2 separate regions of the Mus musculus genome follow, and region 1 is linked to region 2. A link is a contact called in public Hi-C data. All regions are on one chromosome and are shown on one strand. Each heading gives the region's core, a stretch centred on a gene start, on an enhancer-like site or on the middle of the called end of the contact. The rest is flanking DNA. Distances are from core to core; before and after follow the strand shown. Region 1 has its middle 92 kb from the start of 2610037D02Rik. Region 2 overlaps Ano6 (anoctamin 6).

Evidence for each region. A called contact is a pair of places that touch in the nucleus more often than the background predicts.
Region 1: a contact with region 2 is called in a Hi-C map of uterus. The contact joins two enhancer-like sites.

Annotation. Positions count from the first base shown.
Region 1 is chr15:96,104,230-96,107,503 of GRCm38.p6, reverse strand. No RefSeq gene overlaps it. Among named protein-coding and RNA genes, the nearest start is that of 2610037D02Rik, 92 kb to the left of the region's middle. Within about 2 kb of position 1,368, at least 12 of the 459 cell types and tissues checked have an H3K27ac peak or open chromatin away from gene starts, as enhancers often do. A contact at or near this core is called in uterus, where this site is marked.
Region 2 is chr15:95,950,074-95,953,336 of GRCm38.p6, reverse strand. All of the region lies in intron 15 of Ano6 (anoctamin 6), which reads right to left. Among named protein-coding and RNA genes, the nearest start is that of Gm41389, 40 kb to the right of the region's middle. Within about 2 kb of position 1,671, at least 32 of the 459 cell types and tissues checked have an H3K27ac peak or open chromatin away from gene starts, as enhancers often do. A contact at or near this core is called in uterus, where this site is marked.

The DNA of each region.
Region 1 (3,274 bases), core at 119-2,618, 150 kb before region 2:
GTCTTTCCCAGCCCTGAGCTTGGGCTCACAGAAGTTAGGTCCTGCCATTTATTTCGGACAGAACAGGCTCCGGAGATGGCATGTGCTCACCGCCTGCTGTCTACATGAGTCTGATGGCATGTGCTCACCGCCTGCTGTCTACATGAGTCTTTTAAAAAGTCAGCCGTGTGCTTCTGGGTCTGCATCCAGACAAGGCAGAGTATTTGAGGGATAGGTCTCCATCTTATCTTTGCCTGGAATGCTACTTGATATATAGTATTAAAATTGGTAATATTTTGTTGTTATTGGAGGGGTGTTATTTTTTATTTCTTTGAGATAGGGTCTCCCTGTGCAGACCAGGCTGGCCATGAACTCAGATCTGCCTGCCTCTGTTTACCCCACACGCCAGTGCTGGGATTAAAGATGTTTGCCACCATACACAGCTTGATAAATGGCTTTTGATGGAAATTAACAGAGGCAGATAAATGACCTCCTTTCCATTGTCCCCGAACGTGACTGGTGTTCTTAGTGCTCACCTTGTCTTTGAAGTTGTAGGTCTAAGTCGGTCCTTCAAAGCCAGGCTTTTATAGGCAAGCATTTAAAGTCACATTTTAAAAAGCCCATTGTTCTCTCTGATAAATTTTGTTTTGCTTTTCTAGTATACGCCAGGTGCTTTGTATGCAGATACAAATGAGACAGAGCTCTGACCTCAATGAAGTCATTATATTATTAAGTATCTTAACAGCAGCCATTAGCTAATGATCATCCCAGGCAAGTTGCTCTACTCAGAATTCAGCTATCACTAAGATCTTGGCTGCTCTGAGAGATTACTGTGACGTATTATCTATTTGGGCTGACTTCAACACAAGGAGAATGAAGTACTACTGTAACTTATTCAGATAGTAGAATTGTTTTCCAGAACGAGAGCAGCATCTTAGAAATAAAAATCGTTGAAACTTTTACCGACGGGCATTTCGGTAAACGAGGGGAGGGGGGATCAGGAGATGCGATGTCTCCTTTCTCAGGCTGAAGAATGTGATTGTTTCTAAGGAACAAATGCCAGGTTGGTAGGTCAGTGACAACAAAATGAAGTCTTTTCATCTTGTAAAATATGATACCAGGAGAAGTTTATGCTTGATGATAACTTTCTCAAACACCAGGGGAAAAATGCTGATCACATTGTTCTGTAGACTCAATTGTGTTCTCAGCAGGGATACCTAATTGCCTTAATGACGGAGCAGAGGAGGAGAGTATCGCAGCCAGAATGCTTGGAAGAGAGTGGCGTGTTTTCACTGACAAGCTTTGGTTCACGCTAACCCAGGGCAGAGCAGAGCAGAGCAGAGTTCCATCTCCCACAAAGGTTGCGGTCTAAGACAGTAAATCCTGGGAAATCTCTTAGGGAGACGTCTCTGCTGGATGCTGCGGAGGCTGGACAGGGTGTCAGCTCGGTTGTGGGAACCACCTCTCCTAGAATTCCATTCCATGTATGGTTCTGGGTTAGAGTTGGCCACATCTGAAGTTTGCTTGCAGTTAGGAAGACAGCAGGGAGGAGGCTGGCATGACTTCGGAGCCCTGCGCCCTTCTGCACGTTGTCTTCTGTCTACTGCTTCCTCTGTTGGCTGTGGCCTTAGCTGAGCCATGGCTATGCCAGGCCCAGCCAGTTCTTTATCCTGAAAGGTGTTTTCTGTAGATCACCGGCGTCCTGGAGGGTAGCATAGTGAGAGGCAGCCATGGAAACCCTTTGGCTCTTTGAGTTCTAGTTCACCCATATGGGTTCTGGTCTCTCTGTCCTCTGCCTCATACGCAGCATTTCTTTGTAATACTAGTCTTTCTGAGCTACAGCAACTTCAGGCCCACTGCAGATGCTAGGGCCATTGTACTGACTTCCATAGTGAAGTCTACCCTAAGCCTTGTAGCCCATGTCACTCAGAGTGGTCCTGTCTCTGGGTGAGTCCCTAAGTCCTCACTGATAGTACGCTAAACATGAGTCTGTTGGTACATCCACTAACTGATTTCCCTTTTGCCTATTGCTGTGCCTGTCCTCTGAGCCAAGCAGCTACCAGCTTGGGGCATTCATCAACATTCTTTTGCAAAAGACCATCCCGACCAGGTTTATTGATGGTTTACACAAGAACCTACACACATAGACATACATGCAAAGATATACATACATACACATACACACACAGACACTCACACAGATTCATACACATAAAAACACACACAGACATGTACACAGACACACACAGACATTTAGAGATATAACACACACAAACATTCACATACAGAGAGAAACACACAGATACAGACACAGACTTACACAGAAGCATACATGCACACATAGAGACACATACACACAGACACATACACAGATACACAGACATGCGTACTGACAGAGACACACACAGAGACACACAGATATACACACAGACACATGTTTATACAAATACACGGACACAGACATGTCATACAGATATGCACACAGACATGTGTACAGACAGAGACATACCGATATACACATAGACATATGCATACACACACACAAACACACATACAGACACATGTACTCACAGACATAGGTACACACAGATAGACATAAGCACATAGACACACAGCACATACACAGACATGTACAAACAGAGAAACACAGACACACACAGAGGCACACAGACACATATACACATAAACATACAGACAGACACATGTACTTATAGGCATGTGTATACACACACACACGCACACACACACACACACACACACACACACACGTGAGCACATGGGTGGAATAGGTATGGGATTCTTGCCTGAGAATTCAGCAGCTCCCTACCTACCACCTGGCATCTCTGTGTACGGCCTCAGAGAAGAGCTACAGAGATGGGAGTCCATCTATAGAGCTAAAGGGAGTCTCTCGTCCTGCTGAGTGAGACTTTCCAGGTAAGGCATGTCTTGAGGGAGGTGGAGGGGGTTTGAGGGTGTGGGGATGTGGGGGGTGTGTGAGGAAATGTCCATACTCCTATACATGAGCCCTCACTGATGCTTTGTAAGGGAGCCCTGTAAATCCATTGGCTTTCCAGAGTGAACGTTGGAGGAATCCTCCCTCTGTTTGTTGTTGGAACCTTCGAAGACGGGATAGATGTTACTTCTATCCCACCCCTAGGAAAGAATTTTAGCAACACCTGTCTTGGTCTCACTTACTGGTCATCTGACCACGTAGCTGGGAAAGGACATGTGTTTTTTGTTTGTTTGTTTGTTTGTTTGGGTTTTTGGTTAAGGTAGGGCCCAGGCTGACCTAGAA
Region 2 (3,263 bases), core at 422-2,921:
TTGAGCCCCTTTTCTCTACTGTAGAATCTTCTCTTGTTATGTAAATGCATTGTGATTTTGAAAAGATAAGAGATACACAGAGGGAAAGAAATGTGACCGCTGTCCCCCTGGCTGAACACCCAAGGACACTAATGTTCTAGGTCTTTTAGGGTTTTCATTATTCAATGTTAGCATCATCTTTGGAGAAGAAAAACCCTATACTGTCTCACACATCAGTGCTGTAATGACCAGCAGCTGACATTCTCTGGCTCCTGCAAAACACCATATAATTTATTGATGATCTGCCTATGAGACCAAGGCAACACTCACTCAGGGGCTCATGCCCAGTGCCTGCTCTGTACTGGGAACTAGTCTAGCTGTAGGCTCAGCGTAGTCTAGGAATCCATGTGGAATGAAGGGTGTGGGCCTGAAACAGCCAAGTCTAAGAACTTCTCATCAAATATCCTTTACTGTGTTCCTCTGGCATAGCAACCTCATATGAAAGGAACTGGGATGGCTCTTCCTTTGCTCTGACACTCTTCAGAGGAGTAAGGGTCTGGGGAGCAGAGGTGATGGGCACTCCACGGTTCTGGATTCTATGTGGAAGCAGGGAACTGGCCCACACAGAAAAATGGCCCCAGGGAGGCTGTCCTGACCGACACTTGGAAGTCTTGGGTCTCGATCCAGTGGAAGAGAATTAACAAGCTATGACATCAGTATCTTTAAGCCAGAATCTCTGTGATTGTTAACAATAAGCTTACCTGGAGTCAAAGCATGGACAGGCCCTGGGTGCTGCAGGTCACATTTCAATTGCTCATAATTAATTTAGGAAATATACCCTACCCACTAACATTTAAAGCTCAGAAAACAGCTCACTGCCAAGCAGTTACTTAATCAAACAATTTAGTGTTAAACAACCTACTTGGCTCAGAAAATGCTCCCTTAGTAGTCTAAGAATGAGTTAAGTGTTTTGTTTTTTTTTTTTTTAATACATTTTCATATTGAAACAGCCTGATTTGTGCATGACCTACTTTCACTTATCTGGAAAAACACAAATATGAACTTGATGAAAGGAAGGGTTGTTTGCTGTGCAGCAGGATTAGAGTTATCTCACAGCTAAAGCTGGAATCCTTTCCTGGGATGGGAGTGTTGTCTTTGCTTTAAGAAGGGCCTTGACAGGTCACACAGAACAGGGCGGATAAAGCCCCAGCAAAGAATGTGGGTGCTCTGAAACTCGGTCGGCTAACTATTCCAGAGAGAATGAACAGAAACCTGGCAGTGAGGGAGGCAAAGAGTCAGGGCAAAAAAAGAGCTGGGAGCTGGATGTGGCGGGAGTTGTTGTATGTGGAGAGGCAGTGCAGTGAAGTATGCAGGGGGCATCAGCCTGCACCCGGCGTGAGTTCTGAGCAAGTCCATCCCACTGCATAGTGGGGTAAAAGGCATTACAAAGAAATTAAAATCCTTCCTAAGTTTACCTCCACGCTGGAGGACGTTAAGGAGAGGGGACACTGTTAGTACTGGCACAGAATAGAAAGGACTTAACAGAGGAGGCACAGTAGAAGGGCGACCAGAAGTTTCATGAAAACAAAAAGGGAAGCCAGAAAGTGCTTTTGCCAAAGGATGTGTGTGGTCAGAACAGCCTCCAGGGAGGTTCCCTGCAGGCCTCCTGAAGATCTGAAGAGCGTCAGTTCCCAAGAAAGAATTGACTACAGTACAGGAGGCCACCTTCCATGGCACAGTGAGGGCTGAGAACCACAGAATAGAGCAGCACTTTGACAGGCAGCTTCCCAAGGCAAAGGTCCAGGAGACCTCAAGTCCCGAAAAGGCCAAAGCAGATTCACTGGAGAACTGGAAAGGCCTTGGGTAACCAACGCCTTGAAGTTAGTTCAGTTAGACCCATGCCAGACTTCTGACCTCTGGGACAGGAAGACATTGAACCTTATTTTATCCTATTAAGCATGTAATAATTTGTTAAACTGCAATGGAAAACTAGTGCAAAACTGCAATGGAAAAAAATGCAGTGGAAAAAAAAGTGTCCTGTTTGCACAAAATACAAGCGGTGCTGGACTGTGAACAGATCCTACAGCAGGGCCCTTGCTAACAATGGGGAGTCGCTGTGCTCTGCCACTTTCTCAGGTTTTAGGGAAACCATTCAAAAACTCCTGTGGTGATTGTTTCTGATATCTCAGGGGTCACAGGAGGTGTCTGAAGTCATGGGATCCTAGAGTCAAATCCCACTGTAAGTTTACCCTGCCAGTGTGATCTGGGTAAGTCACTTAATCCCGTTAAGCCACAGATCTTCATTAGCAAAAGGGAGATTAAGATTTATGAAATCAAGCTATGTGAGTATGTACCGGCACACATAAACATACACATGAAAACACACAGCTCTTAGTTCAGAGATGGGCACATATTAGGCATGTGACATGTTACTATTGATGACTTCTGTATGCATGGGTGGGGGATGTATGCAAATTTGTGGTAATATGAAGTTCACAGCGCTAAGGACCCCCCCTCTCTCTTTCTCTCTCTCTCTATATCTATCTATCTATCTATCTATCTATCTATCTATATGTGTGTGTGTGTATGTGTGTGTATGTATATATATATAAAGATTTATTTATTATTATACATAAGTACACTATAGCTGAATTCAGATGCACCAGAAGAGGGAGTCAGATCTCATTACAGGTGGTTGTGAGTCACCATGTGGTTGCTGGGATTTGAACTCAGGACCTTTGGAAGAGCAGTCAGTGCTCTTATCCACTGAGCCATCTCTCCAGACCACAAGGACCCTTTCTCAAAGGTCTATTTACACAGCCATCTCAGTGATAACATGAGAGACATAAACTACAGCAGGTGGGATTTCTGTTAGAGATGAAGATGAAGGTCTTCTATAACTACCATTTGTGCTTGTGTGCATCTGCGTGTGTTCGGGTGTGCACTCAAGTGTGCAGGAGCATGTAAAGTCCAGGGGTTGACATCACATGTCTTCCTCAATCTTCATCCTCTAGTTTCTTTGAGGCATGGTCTATCCTTGAGCCCAGAGCTCCCCAGTTGAGCTCACGCACTGCCCAGTGAGCTCCAGGGCTCCTCTTGGTTCTCCCTCCCCAACACTGCAGGGCAGGTGTTTGTGGGAGTGCCTGGTTTTTTACATGGGCACTGGGAGTCCCCAATTCCCCAGGAAGCACATTACAACTGAGCCGTCTGCTGAGCTTTTCTATATAATTATTAAACACATAACAAACTCCCCGGTTGGACCTTTTGCCCAGAGGCCTTCAATT